2 separate regions of the Rattus norvegicus genome follow, and region 2 is linked to region 1. Evidence: chromatin contacts called from public Hi-C data. All regions are on one chromosome and are shown on one strand. Each heading gives the region's core, a stretch centred on a gene start, on an enhancer-like site or on the middle of the called end of the contact. The rest is flanking DNA. Distances are from core to core; before and after follow the strand shown. Region 1 has its middle 240 kb from the start of Ahr. Region 2 has its middle 53 kb from the start of Ahr.

Region 1 (6,295 bases), core at 1,894-4,393:
TACCTGAGGACCCAGCTACACCACTCCTGGGCATATACCCAAAAGATGCTCCAACATATAACAAGGACACATGCTCTATTCTGTACATAGAAGCCTTATTTATAATAGCCAGAAGCTGGAAAGAACCCAGATGTCCTTCAACAGAGGAATGGTTACAGAAAATGTGATACATTTACACAGTGGAGTATTACTCAGCTATCAAAAACAATGACTTCATGACATTCCTAGGCAAATGAATGGAACTAGAAAACATCCTGAGTGATGTAATCCACTTGCAAAAGAACACATATGATACACACTCACCGATCAGTGGATATTAGCCTAAAAGCTTGGAGTACCCAAGGTACAATTCACAGACCATATCAAGAAGAAGAAATATCAGTCCTTCTTAGAAGGGGAAACAAAATACTCAGAGTAAATAAATGCAGGGACTGAAGGAAATGCCATCCAGAGACTGCCCCACCAGGGATCCATCCCATATGCAGCCACCAAACCTAGCCACTATTGCTGATGCCAAAAAGGGCTTCTGACAGGAATCTGACATGGATGTCTCCTGAGAGTCTCTGCCAGAGCCTGCTAAATAAGGAGATGGATGCAGATGCTCGAAGCTAACCATTAAACTGAGCACAGGGACCCCAATGGAAGAGTTAAAGGCCTGAAGTAGCTGAAGGGGTTTGCAATCCCATAGGAAGAATGACAATGTCAACTAACCGGACCCCTCAGAGTTCCCAGGGACTAAACCAACAACCAAAGAGTACACATGGGGGGACCCCTGACTCCAGCTGCCTATGTAGCAGAGGATGGCATTGTCTGGCATCGATAGAAGGCAAAGTCCCAGGTCCTGTGAAGGCTCTTTTTCCCAGTGTAGGGGAATGCCAGGGTGTTGAGGTGGGAGTGGGTGGGTGGGGAGGGGGAGCACCCTCGCAGAAGCAAGGGGAGGAGAGATGGGAGAGAAGGGAACTGGGAAAGGGGTGTAAATACGTAAACTATCCAATAAAAAAGGAAATGTACAGGAATCTTAAAAGTCTTTACAGAGTTAGTCACATAAACAGTAGCTTAGGTAAATATTCCACCTTAATAGAAGATAAAATGGCAGATGGGATCTGGAAGCTTGGATCTGAAAGCTCACACTTCAAATTTCAAGCATTATACAGCGAGCAAATTGAGAATGTCATAACCCCTAAGCCCAGCCTCAGTGACCCACCTCCTTCAACAAGGCCACACCTCTTAGTTGGTGCTCTACTGAAAGAGCACCAACAATTGGAACCACATTTTCAAGTGTTTGAGACTCACTTGATATTCTCAAGTACCATCCATTTGCCTGAAAACTTCCTGGTTCTTAGTTTTTATAGCTGCATAGTATTCCATTGTGTAGAGGTACCACATTTTCTGTGTCCGTTCTTCAGTTGAGGATCATATAGTTTGAACCCAGCTTCTGCCTATTACTAATAAAGCTGCTATGACCATAGTTGAGCAAGTGTCTTTGTAAGAGGTTTGAGCATCTTTTGAGTATATGCCAAAGAGTGGTATAGCTGGGTCTTGAGGTAGAAATATTCCCAGTTTTTTTGAGTTTTTTATCTTAGCCATTCTGATGGTTATAAGATGGATTCTCAGAGTTGCTTTTGGTTTGCATTTCCCTGATGACTAAGGACTTTGAACATTTCTTTAAGTGCCTCTTGGCCATTCAAGATTCCTCTGTTAAGAATTCTCTGTTTAATTCTGTACCCCAACTATTAATTACATTTTTCTTTCTTGTTAGAGTGTTTGTTTTTGGTTTTAAAACAAGGTCTTCTGTCACCCAGGATGGCCTTGAACTCTTCAGTTTCCAAAAGTGCTACAACCATTTACCATCACATCAGACATCAAGACACTAAATTTAAAGACATAAAAATTTAACCATGTAAAATTTTTTTTGCAAGACAAATTAAATAATTTGAATTGAGCATTCACAATAAAAATGACAACACTCCATCCTATGTCTTTATGTCTACTGAAAATTGATTTAAAAGTTAGCAATTCAGTAAAACAACGTAGTCTTCCAATGAAAGCAAATCTCACACAAAACCTTCCCACAGTTCAAGTGCTTAAAACTAAACAAAGTCTTCATCAACAACAGGCAAAATGTAGGCTCCCAGAAATGCCTGCTCTGTCCTTTGAAGTGGCAAACATCCCTTGCTTGCCACATAAAAGACAAACTGTGCTACTAAAACAGCCTTCCAGCAGGAGAGTCTAATATTTGAATAGCAAACGTTGGGCAATTTGAAATGTGTTCTTTCATGTATTAACCAATGACTGACCAGGTCACGGTATTCTTTAGTGATCAATTCTTGAACACTAGTTTAGGGATAGAAAACAGTTTAAGTAGTGTTTTTATGCAAATATTTTTCCCAGCAACCTTTTGATTCCCCTATGCAGCAAAATTAAGCCTATCTGTGAGCTGCAAAGTTAACAAAGAAACTTCTGATCATCCTATGCTAATTCCCATATCAATTGCTCATCCAGGCACCATAAACATGAGCGAGGGCATTAGTCATCTGTACAGAGGGTCCCAATCAGATCTTACTGGCTTCCTTTGGGCCTTTACATTGTTGCTTAGCACTTGGCTATTGATCAATCTAAACTAACTCAATACTCTACACAAAGGTAATTTCAGACATTTTGACCTCAGATATGGTGTCTCCTTTCTATATAGTCTATCTTCTATGCAGTCCATACTGCTTGGAAATGGCCGTTTAGTTCTGTATACTTCTGGCAAGATCCACTGTGTTGGTTGTGCTCAGTGCAGACGTGTCCACGTTAATTTTCAAGAGTCAGAGCGGTTGGGGATTTAGCTCAGTGGTAGAGCGCTTGCCTAGCAAGCGCAAGGCCCTGGGTTCGTTCCCCAGCTCCGAAAAAAAAGAAAAAAGAAAAAAAAGAGTCAGAGTAAGTAAATTCTCCCAGCTGAAAGGATATCTACAGTGACAGTGATTTCCTTATAAAAATGGCTTTCATACTCTGATAGCAAAATGATTCTGGGCTCACATATTTGTGTTTTACCAGTGAAGCTTCTTTCAATAGCTTACCCCAAAACAAAGCTGAACAGTAATGAGCAAAGGCTTTGGCAAGGTATTCTGCATTGTTTATCATGCCATGGTTTTCTGGCAATGATGCCTGCCCATCCCCCCTCATCTGCCTCAGGCTGCTGTTCATCTGCCAGCTGCCAGCAGTGGGGAGAGGGACTTGTACTTCAAAGGTCTCAGTGCGGCTCATAAAAGATCAGGGGGATTGACCCATGCCAAGAGGAAGACTGTATACTTGGCAAGTGTGTTTGGATAGGATGAGATAATCCACAGAACTCTGGATTAACTGGGAGGAAGTCTGGATTTAATAGCACTACAGTAGACTAAAAATAAATGGAAAAGAAAAACCGAAAAATCCCCAATGGAAAACCCTTAGTGAGTTTGGTTCATTATGGAGACAGAAAAGGATGAGGCATCGTGGCAAACTGGATTCAAGAACATGATGGGATGAGAGAGATGCTATGAGATGTGAAAAAGAGACAGCCTTTCGGGTGCTGAGTAGCTGAAGCCACTGTGGGAGCCCGGGGAAGGGAAGCTCAAGAGTTTAAAAGGATGCCAGAATTTTCAGGGAACTCCCAGTAGAAGCCTGTCACAAACTGATCCCAAGTTCCCACTCATTTGAAAGAGAAAACAAAACTGAACCTAGAGTCAAAGATAAAGGGGACACCCCCAAGTCTACTAGCAATGCTGTGTGAGGACCCCTTGCAGGTGCAAACCTTTTGCACCTCATAAACACCAAAGTCATCACTCAAAGTCTGCTTGATGGCTGTAGGGACAAAGGTGCTGTCAGATCATATATATAATACGTGTGTGTGTGTGTGTGTGTGTGTGTGTGTGTGTGTGTGTGTGTATGTATGTATGTATGTATATAATATATATATGTGTGTATATATATGTATATATACATATATCGTGTGTGTATACATGTGTGTTTTCCCAAAACAATACTGGGTTACTTGCAAGGAACTGATAGGAGGACTGTAATTTGAGTAAATCTTAGAAGGGAGTGAAAGAGGCTAGCAGAAAAGAAAAAGTCGAGTTTTTAGACAAAGCCAAAAGTGAAGAGCGTGCACATTAACACTTGTAGGGACAGTCCTCCATCTTTTTAATATGCAATTGCCTTTTCTGTCATTACCTTTTTGTAAACACTATCTGAAACTAAAATCCCCAAAAGCCCTGTCATATTTTTACTCGAGCAACTAATCTCCAATTAAATATGCAAACAATAAGCAAGAATGACTTCTGTTAATGAAACTGTGTTCTATGAAGCAGAAGTAATATTCATCTGAACAAGGGATGGAACACAGGAGGTGGTTTGGGGGCCTCAGGGGTGAAGGGCCTGTTGAACAAGGGTGAGAATCTGAGTTCGGGTGGCAAGCATTCATGTAGGAGATGAGGTTTTAAGATGATTTCAATGTTACTTTTCTGTTTCTGTTGGTGCTTTTAAATGAGTTTTCTATATGATTTTTTCTTCTAATATTCCATTTTCTTTTCATGATTTATTTTTTTATTCATATTACATCCCAACTAGAGTCCCCTCTCTCCTCTCCTCCCAGTCCAGCCCACACAGATCCCTCCCCCTACTACTGTGTCCCCTCTCCTCAGAGAAGGGGGAGCATCTGTTAGGTACCACCTGGGACATCCAATCCCAGCAAGGCCAAGCAACTCCTCCCCCACTGAGGCCCAACAAAGAAGTCCAGGAAAGGAGATCTAGTGGCAGCCAACAGAGTCACAGACAGCCCCACTCCAATTGTTGGGAGACCCACCCGAAGACCAAGCTGAACATCCGCTATGGGCAGGTTCAGCCCCTGCATGTGTTCTGGTTGGTGGTTCAGTCTTTTTGAGCCCTCACTGGCCCAGGTCAGTTGACTCTAGGTTTTCTTGTGGTGAGCTTGCCCCCTCTGGCTTGCTCAATCCTGTCCCCCACCCTTCTGCAAGGAAAATGTGATTTAAACATCTTTCCATTGGACTGTAAAAACATTAATGAGGGAACAGTGGAAAAAAGCTTCCAATGAGCTGAAAGTATCATCGCAGAGCCACTCTAGCCGAATTCAGTTTATCCTGAGCTTCCCAAGCAGTGGTACATCGTAAAGCACCAAGGGATGGCCCACATCGATCGAGGAGCTTGAAGCATCAGTGTGCAAAGGGAGCAGTTTGAATAGTCAGAGCTCCAGCCTGCAGAGAGAGCACACTGGATAGTCTGAGCACCAGTCTGCAGAGGGAGCATTCTGGGTAGTCAGGGCTTATCATGGCTTCCTTGATTTAAGACCCCACATAAATCACGTCCCATCACCAGCTTTCCATACCACAGTACACTGTGGGTCACTAGAGTGAACTGTATAATGACGGAGTGGTTTGGACCTGCAAGTGATCTCCCGATCATTTGGGGAGGGAGGTTATGGCTGAAGTCATGTGTATTTACAAGGACTGTGCTTATATTTCAAAGCTTTAGACGTATGAGTATAATCAGATTTTAAACAAAATGAGCTCAAGCAAAATCAAAGAATTTCTAAATCCAGTTCCTATAAAAATTTCCATGCAGGCTGGGGATTTAGCTCAGTGGTAGAGCGCTTACCTAGGAAGCACAAGGCCCTGGGTTCGGTCCCCAGCTCCGAAAAAAAAAAAAGAACCAAAATTTTCCATGCAGAAATACACGAATCGCTGCAAATGAGTTATTTGAAAATATGTCTATTTTAGAATCCTCCTCCCATAAGTAAAAATAAGATGACTTTTTTTTTACTTATTAATAGGATGTCACATAGATAATTGTCTTCTGCAGACGGACAAATAAAAATGACTGCATCCCTCCCCACATCCTGGCGTATTGTATGTTTTCTAGACCTTTTCTCTAGTGCTATAAATAGAAAAGAGACAGGTAGAATCCTATTGATTACCATTTAATGCTTGAATCAAGCATCCCTTCTGGGATGAAATTCAAACTCAAGTCATGATATCCAACAAATATTCCATCTCTCTTAGAACCAAGGCACAATTCACATGCCAAAAGGTTGATCCTTCTGAAATATACGTTTGGTGGTTTTTAATGTATTCACAAACTCATAAGCATCAAATCTTTCCATTAACCATAAAACTAAAGCTTTAGTCTCATCCTAATATACCAACCTTAGGGATGAAGAAATCGATCAGTAGGTAAAAGTGTTTGCGGTGAGCAAGAAGATGAGAGTTCAAATCCCAAGACCTCATATAGAAGCCAAATATGGCTGGAATTCCATTGT
Region 2 (6,295 bases), core at 1,679-4,178, 300 kb before region 1:
AGAGAAAAGCACCAAAGTTCTTATCATTCAGGATGTATAAGACCTCACATATTTTGATTAAACAATAATCTTCCTTTTCCAGGAATAAAATTGTGTTAACAGTAGAATAAGTATTTTCTAAGAATTTCAAATGGAATTATCATTAAGATTGACAGTAAGTATTCCAAGAGGTTTACTTTAAGAGACAAATTAATATTCCATTCAGGTTGGGCATTCTGTATACCTTAAACTCTTCTTAGCATCTTTATTTGAACCGACAAAAATCTCCTACAAACATTGACACTTCTGGGGGTGAATTTTCCTAGTGAGAACTTTGACAATTGAACTTTTCTGCTCTTTGTAGGATAGCTAAACTACAGAGAATGCAGCTTTCTCCCCACACTTAACACTACATAGGTTGCCTGAGAGGAAGAAAGGTTAGAGTCGCTCATTTCAGTTTGTTAAAACTAGGAGTAAAGAGTCTGTTGCTTGGTGTGGGCAATGCTAACAGAAATATTCATAGCTGGTGACAGACTATTTACAGTTAAGTGGGGTTTAGCCACTGTGGCAAACGGGCTTGAGGGAACTTCTGAATTTCTTCATGTCTTTTTAGGAGAAAGAGTAGGCGGATCATCTAGAGCAGTCTGTTAGCCAGGCATCACATCCTGATAGACTCCATCCAGATGAGGAATGGATGTACCAACGGAGCAGCAAAAGAGACATCCAGTAATCCCTGTGTCTCCATCTCTCCTGCTGGCAACGACTCTAGGGAGGCGCTTATCTTCACTTCCCAAAAATTATTATTTAAAATTTTCACAGTAAACTTAATGCAGTTCCCCAGGGACATTATTTTCCTTCTAGCACAAGGTTGTATACATGAGGCAGTAAAAAGTTATATAAAAAACCCTAGAGAAAGCTTTACCGCATTCCAAGAACCACAATATTTCATTTTGTATATCTTCTGATGCAGTGGAATTAGAAATACCACAATGTAGCCAGAAAAAACAACTCTGATGTTTTACAGCTAAGAGTTTCTTCTGTCTGGCTTACTTGTTTGTACTGATTTGTTTCTATCCACCCGTAGCTTTTAATGACCGTCTGTTGCTTGGATAAGACTTTATGTGACTATATCAACATACATGAGACTAAAGCAGTTACACATTTTCTACAATAGCTTCAATATTTGGGTTTGAAAAGAAGGGCAAAGTCATCTTGTTGTGTGTCTTTGTAAATTTTATATCTGATTTTTAAAAGAGCAAAAGAAAGCTCAGAATCAGGACTGTTTCCAGGATAAGCATAGCTAGTGTTTGGAATCAGTTCCATACATTCGCATGCTATCTCTTCCTGTTTAAATAGTCCCGATCACTCAAGCTGAAGATTTAGAAGTAGATTTAGGACTGGGATGTAGCTTGGTCATAGGGTACTTGCCAAGCATTTGTCAAAGTCATGTATTTTATTTAAAGTCCTTTAAAACAATGTTCATGTACCTGTATATTTTGGACTATAAAGCTCATTAGTTGAACCATTTTACTGAATATTTATTATATTGAAGTCCTCACAGAGAAATCATTGAAGAAAAATCTACATCTGTAATACTTTACAAATTTCACAAGTAAGAGTCTACACACATCAAAATTGAATCTCCTCAGGACTTGGTTTGAAGTGACACTAAAATGCAAGTTTCCCCGGAGGCTGGAAGTATCCTGGTGAAGCAAATATTGATATTCTTTAGTTACTAATAGACTGTTTTGTGGGAAAATGAAGATAAGAGGAAAGAAGACCAAGAAACCCAACTGTGAAAGCAGCCGCTCTGCCCTTCACTGAGTCATCTCTAGATGAAAGCCTGGCGGACTTTATCTAGCCTAGGTAGGTCAGACAAACAGTGAGAGGCAGTGCAGTGTATCAGAGAGCACCTGGTCTGGAGAGAGAACAAATAAGGAACTTCTTCGCATAGAACTCAGTCCAATAGAACAGCCAAAATTAACATGTAAAAGTATACTATTGGGCTGTCCGAGCCAAGAAAATGAAGTTCCTTAAAGTGTCATGTTGTAAAATCAAAGTAACTGTTTTCTTCTCTGTTCCAAATATTGGCATTTGGATGTGATAACTTCTGTCTTAACCCACCACTTTAGCCTTAGCGTCTCTTACTGTTATTGGGGAGGGAGTGGGGAGCATAATTCAACTTATTTCTGGATTCTAAAAAGCAGTTTTATTGTCTCCATTACCATAGCAATCAGTAATCCCAACATACTACCCTCCTAGCACCCTGCTCCTCTCTACCAGGCATCACCTTCACCTTGATTCAAAGTCCTCAGTGGAAGAAAACAGCTATGTGTTTAGTCACTGGAAAGTACCTACTGTGATGATAGGGTCCATCTCATGAATACTTGGTATAGATGAAGAGGATTGGTTAAAGGCACCGGCCAACAGGCTACAGGAAGGAAGGTGGACCAATGTTATGGGACCAATCAATCAACCTCCCTCTTCCTGCCTCACCTTGCCCTGCCACAACCACCCTGAGAGGAAGGCAGATGGTTGGCATGACTGGGATTCAGAGTCTTGCCAGAGGTTAGCACCCATTTCACCAGCCCCTACTAGCATTGTAAAAACAGATTGTATGAAGAAAAATAAACCCTCTGCTGGAATCTTAGGCACTTTATATGCAGCGCCCTGTATGAGAAAATGGGTAGGTTGAAAGATAAACAGAGACTATGTGGTTTCCCAATGTGTCATAGCAGGGTAGATATGATTTTTCAGATCAAACTAAATTCCCTTTGTGTAACTGACATTTAGCCCCTCAGACATTTTTAATTTTTTCTTTTTTAAAAAAAGCAGAGAAGCTACTTTACTGTGGCTTTTGCTGGTACTTTTTGTAGCCTCGGTGTGGTAGGAAGTATGGCCCAAGTTTCCTTGGCAACAGTAGAGTAGAAATGATACACAGAAACCCAACTAGTCAGTGAATCATCTGCGGACTTCTCTTTCTGATCTTGGGAAATAATTGACAGACTGTTCTTACTTGCTCAATGTTTGCTGAGCTCCCGTGAACACTTCAGTGAACAGGAGACCTTTAGGTAACCTGGTCGATCATTTAAAAACAAGATGACTGCCCCATGATCCCTTTTTAAGATTGTCATCCAGGCACCCTCTCAGTGCTTTCCTTATTCCATGAGAATTGCTGTACCAAGTTATCAGCAGTGAGGAAGTTCCATTTCCATAGAGATGTCTGATGTATCCAGCGGGTTGTGTCAAGGCTTTGTCACAGCCCACGTTTCTTAGCATCGGGGGAAACTGATCTCTGTAGATCTCAACTCCAGGCACAACAAGGCAAACACTCGAAAAGAGAGGTGGTATGCCTCCCATTTGAAACGCAGGCTGAATCTTACCAAAACGTTGGATATCATTCAGTTTCTCTACTATTTTTTTCCACATATGCCCCACTTAACTCTTTTATCTCCACATCTGTTGAATGTACTTATTCAAAGTTTGCTGCTTTTGGGCTTTGACGTCCTTACTCAGACTATCCCTTACCCTTTCTCCTTCTGCACACAGAAGAAGAAGCAAGTTTCCATATTATCTTAGGCAGGGCTTCTATTGATCTGACAAAACACCGTGACTGAACAGCAAGCTGCTGGGGAAAGAGTTTATTTGGCGTCTACTTCCATATTGCTGTTCGTTATTGAAGGAATTCAAACAGGGCAGGATCCTAGAGGTAGGAGCTGATGCAGAGGTCATGGAGGGGTGCTGCTTTGTGGCTTGCTTCACATGGTTTGCTTGGCCCTGTTTCTTATAGAACCCAGGATTATCAGCCCAGGGTTGGCACCACCCACAGTGGGTTGGACTCTCCCCTATTGATCACTGATTGAGAAAATGCCTTACACATGGACCTCATGAAGCCATTCCCTCAACTGAATCTCCTTCCTATCTGATGACTCTGGCTTGAGTCAAATTGATACAAAAAGCTAGCCAGTAAACACACAATGGCTTGTTCTCATGTTCTCAACAGGGCTCCTTAATGGTTTGATGCCTTTTTATGAACGTCTTGATCATTTATTATGGAAGAAGCAGCTACCAGGGTGCCTGGATCATAAAATATATTTAATTAATGGGATGGGGAAATCAAATGTATATGGTGTGTGTGTGTGTGTGTGTGTGTGTGTGTATTTAATGTATGGCATAGGTACTTGTTAATGTAGCTATGTACACATGTATATGGGAGCACTTGAGAAGGGTCAAAGTTGATTATAGGTGGGGTGCCTTTCCTGATCAATCCCGACCTTTATTTTCTGACACAGGAACTTTCACTGAATCTGAAGGTTAGTTATGGGTCTAGTCTAGCTGGCCACTAAATTTCATGTATTTGCTGGTTTCCTCCCTTGCACAACTCACAGTACAGAGAGTTCAAAGCACATGACACTATGCTGGGCTTTATTTTATTCCAGTATCTAAACATGGGTCCTCATTCTTCTGCAGTAGACACATTGCTAATTGATCTGCCACACATGTCTCTCAATAAATGTTCATCAACTGAATTATAACAGCTAATAGTTTCTTCTCGGTCAAACCCCTCTCTGTCCCTATTAGATCTGTAGAATCTTGTCAACAGAAGCCTTGTCTCACGTATCTTTGTGTCCCCTGCTCCTAGACACCATCTGATGCATTGTGCACATGTAGTCAACATGAATTGGAGTGAATGTGGGACATCTTCAAATACTGCAGGTCATTTCCTATCATAACCTTTCTTCATGTAATGTGAACCTCTGCACCATTAAAGTCCTGGATGCTCAGTTAGTCACGCGATTTCCTTCATCCAAATGGCCTTCTAACATCCACTGTAATCTGGTCAAGACTCACGGCCAACCTCCGCCCTCACAGATCCTGACTTACTTCATCCACATGGCCTTTCCTTAGGTTTTTGACAAATACTTTATTATTTCTTTAAATCCTCAGGCAATGGTACACATATTTACCTATTTTTCACCTCACTTGCACAATGAAGCCACTAAGTGCTTTCTTCTGTGGTCCAGATCTCTCCCTGAGAATCCAAAACAATATTTCACTCAGACTCTAAATATGCTTGAAAGTGTGTTCAAATTCTTAAATTGTGAAAGTTTATTTCTTGTGTCTCTTGTTGTGATAAGTCCCTTTCCTTTTATGTATATAAATCATAATATGGAGGAAATGATAGGTTGTTTGCAGTGTATTTCTAGATCTTTGGGATATGTTAAAAGGAGGAGAACATTCTATTGTACCTATTTGTGTGTGTGTGTGTGTGTGTGTGTGTGTGTGTGTTGAAATTCTGAATTATACAATCTTTACATGATTTTCCTCTGCTCTCATTCATCATCTGTTCCTCCTTTGATTATGTACCTATCAGTGCTCCCCTGGTTTCTGCCCTAATGTTGGGGGTGGGAACAGAAAGAGATTGACATGTGAAGCTGAGTCAGATAAGCTGCTCAGGAGATAAGTGGCCAAACAGAAGTTGCTGATGCCAAACCAAGTAATTTAAAAAAAATTCAAAGCACAAGGAGACGCCTATATTTTTAAACAGAAATAAGAGAGTTGAAAGTTGCTCTCAGGATTCTACAACTTGTGTCAGGCTTCTCTAGAAACAAGGAAGAACACCTATCCAAAAACCATGATGCATATTTTTTTCTTTTCCTTGGGTGGCCTTTCGTTCTTCCTGTCAGTGCAGAAAATATTCTTGAAGCATCACTGGTGATGACACAATCTTTCCCCTCTTATTTTTCCTCTGTTCTCTGCAGGAAGAATTAAATGCTTCTTCAAAATGATTCCATAGACCTTATGCCTGCCTTCTTTTTGTGTGTCACTGTGGAGCACAGCTGTTGGTGGATGTATGTCTCCGCAGACTGTAACAGTAAATAGAAGGCTAAATTTAGGTCACCTCCACAAGACACTGAGCTCCAAGTTGCAGAGGCTATTTTCTCCTCCCTGATTTTCGAATTAGGTCAGCATGTAGAGAATGATAGATGTTTAATGGCAGTCTGAAACAGAATGAGATAGCATGTAATTTCTTTACAGATACTGCCGTTTCTGTCAACTAACATCTGCATGGCTAGAGTTTTCTTTCTTGATTTCTTCTATACATTTAGATCTTCCTTCTGTTTGGAGCGAGTTTTTAGTGCAAGGAGACAGACGCAAGTCTAATCATGTTTCTGCATGTGGATATTGAGTTTTCTCAGCAACAAGATACTGTTTTAATCACTGATGTATCTTACGAATATATACTAGCATTTGTCCAAAATCAAGTGTATAATTACATGAACTTGTGTTTGAATCTTCAATTATTTCCATTTGT

What was found. Hi-C and Micro-C count contacts between places; a contact is called where the count stands out from the background.
Region 2: a Hi-C map of liver shows a contact between it and region 1, with 3 times the contacts expected there. The contact joins two enhancer-like sites. A contact is called at or near these places in 2 of 12 Hi-C or Micro-C datasets (kidney and liver).

Annotation. Positions count from the first base shown.
Region 1 is chr6:57,752,354-57,758,648 of GRCr8, reverse strand. No RefSeq gene overlaps it. Among named protein-coding and RNA genes, the nearest start is that of Ahr, 240 kb to the left of the region's middle. Within about 2 kb of position 3,143, at least 3 of the 93 cell types and tissues checked have an H3K27ac peak or open chromatin away from gene starts, as enhancers often do. A contact at or near this core is called in liver, where this site is marked.
Region 2 is chr6:58,048,349-58,054,643 of GRCr8, reverse strand. No RefSeq gene overlaps it. Among named protein-coding and RNA genes, the nearest start is that of Ahr, 53 kb to the right of the region's middle. Within about 2 kb of position 2,928, at least 8 of the 93 cell types and tissues checked have an H3K27ac peak or open chromatin away from gene starts, as enhancers often do. A contact at or near this core is called in liver, where this site is marked.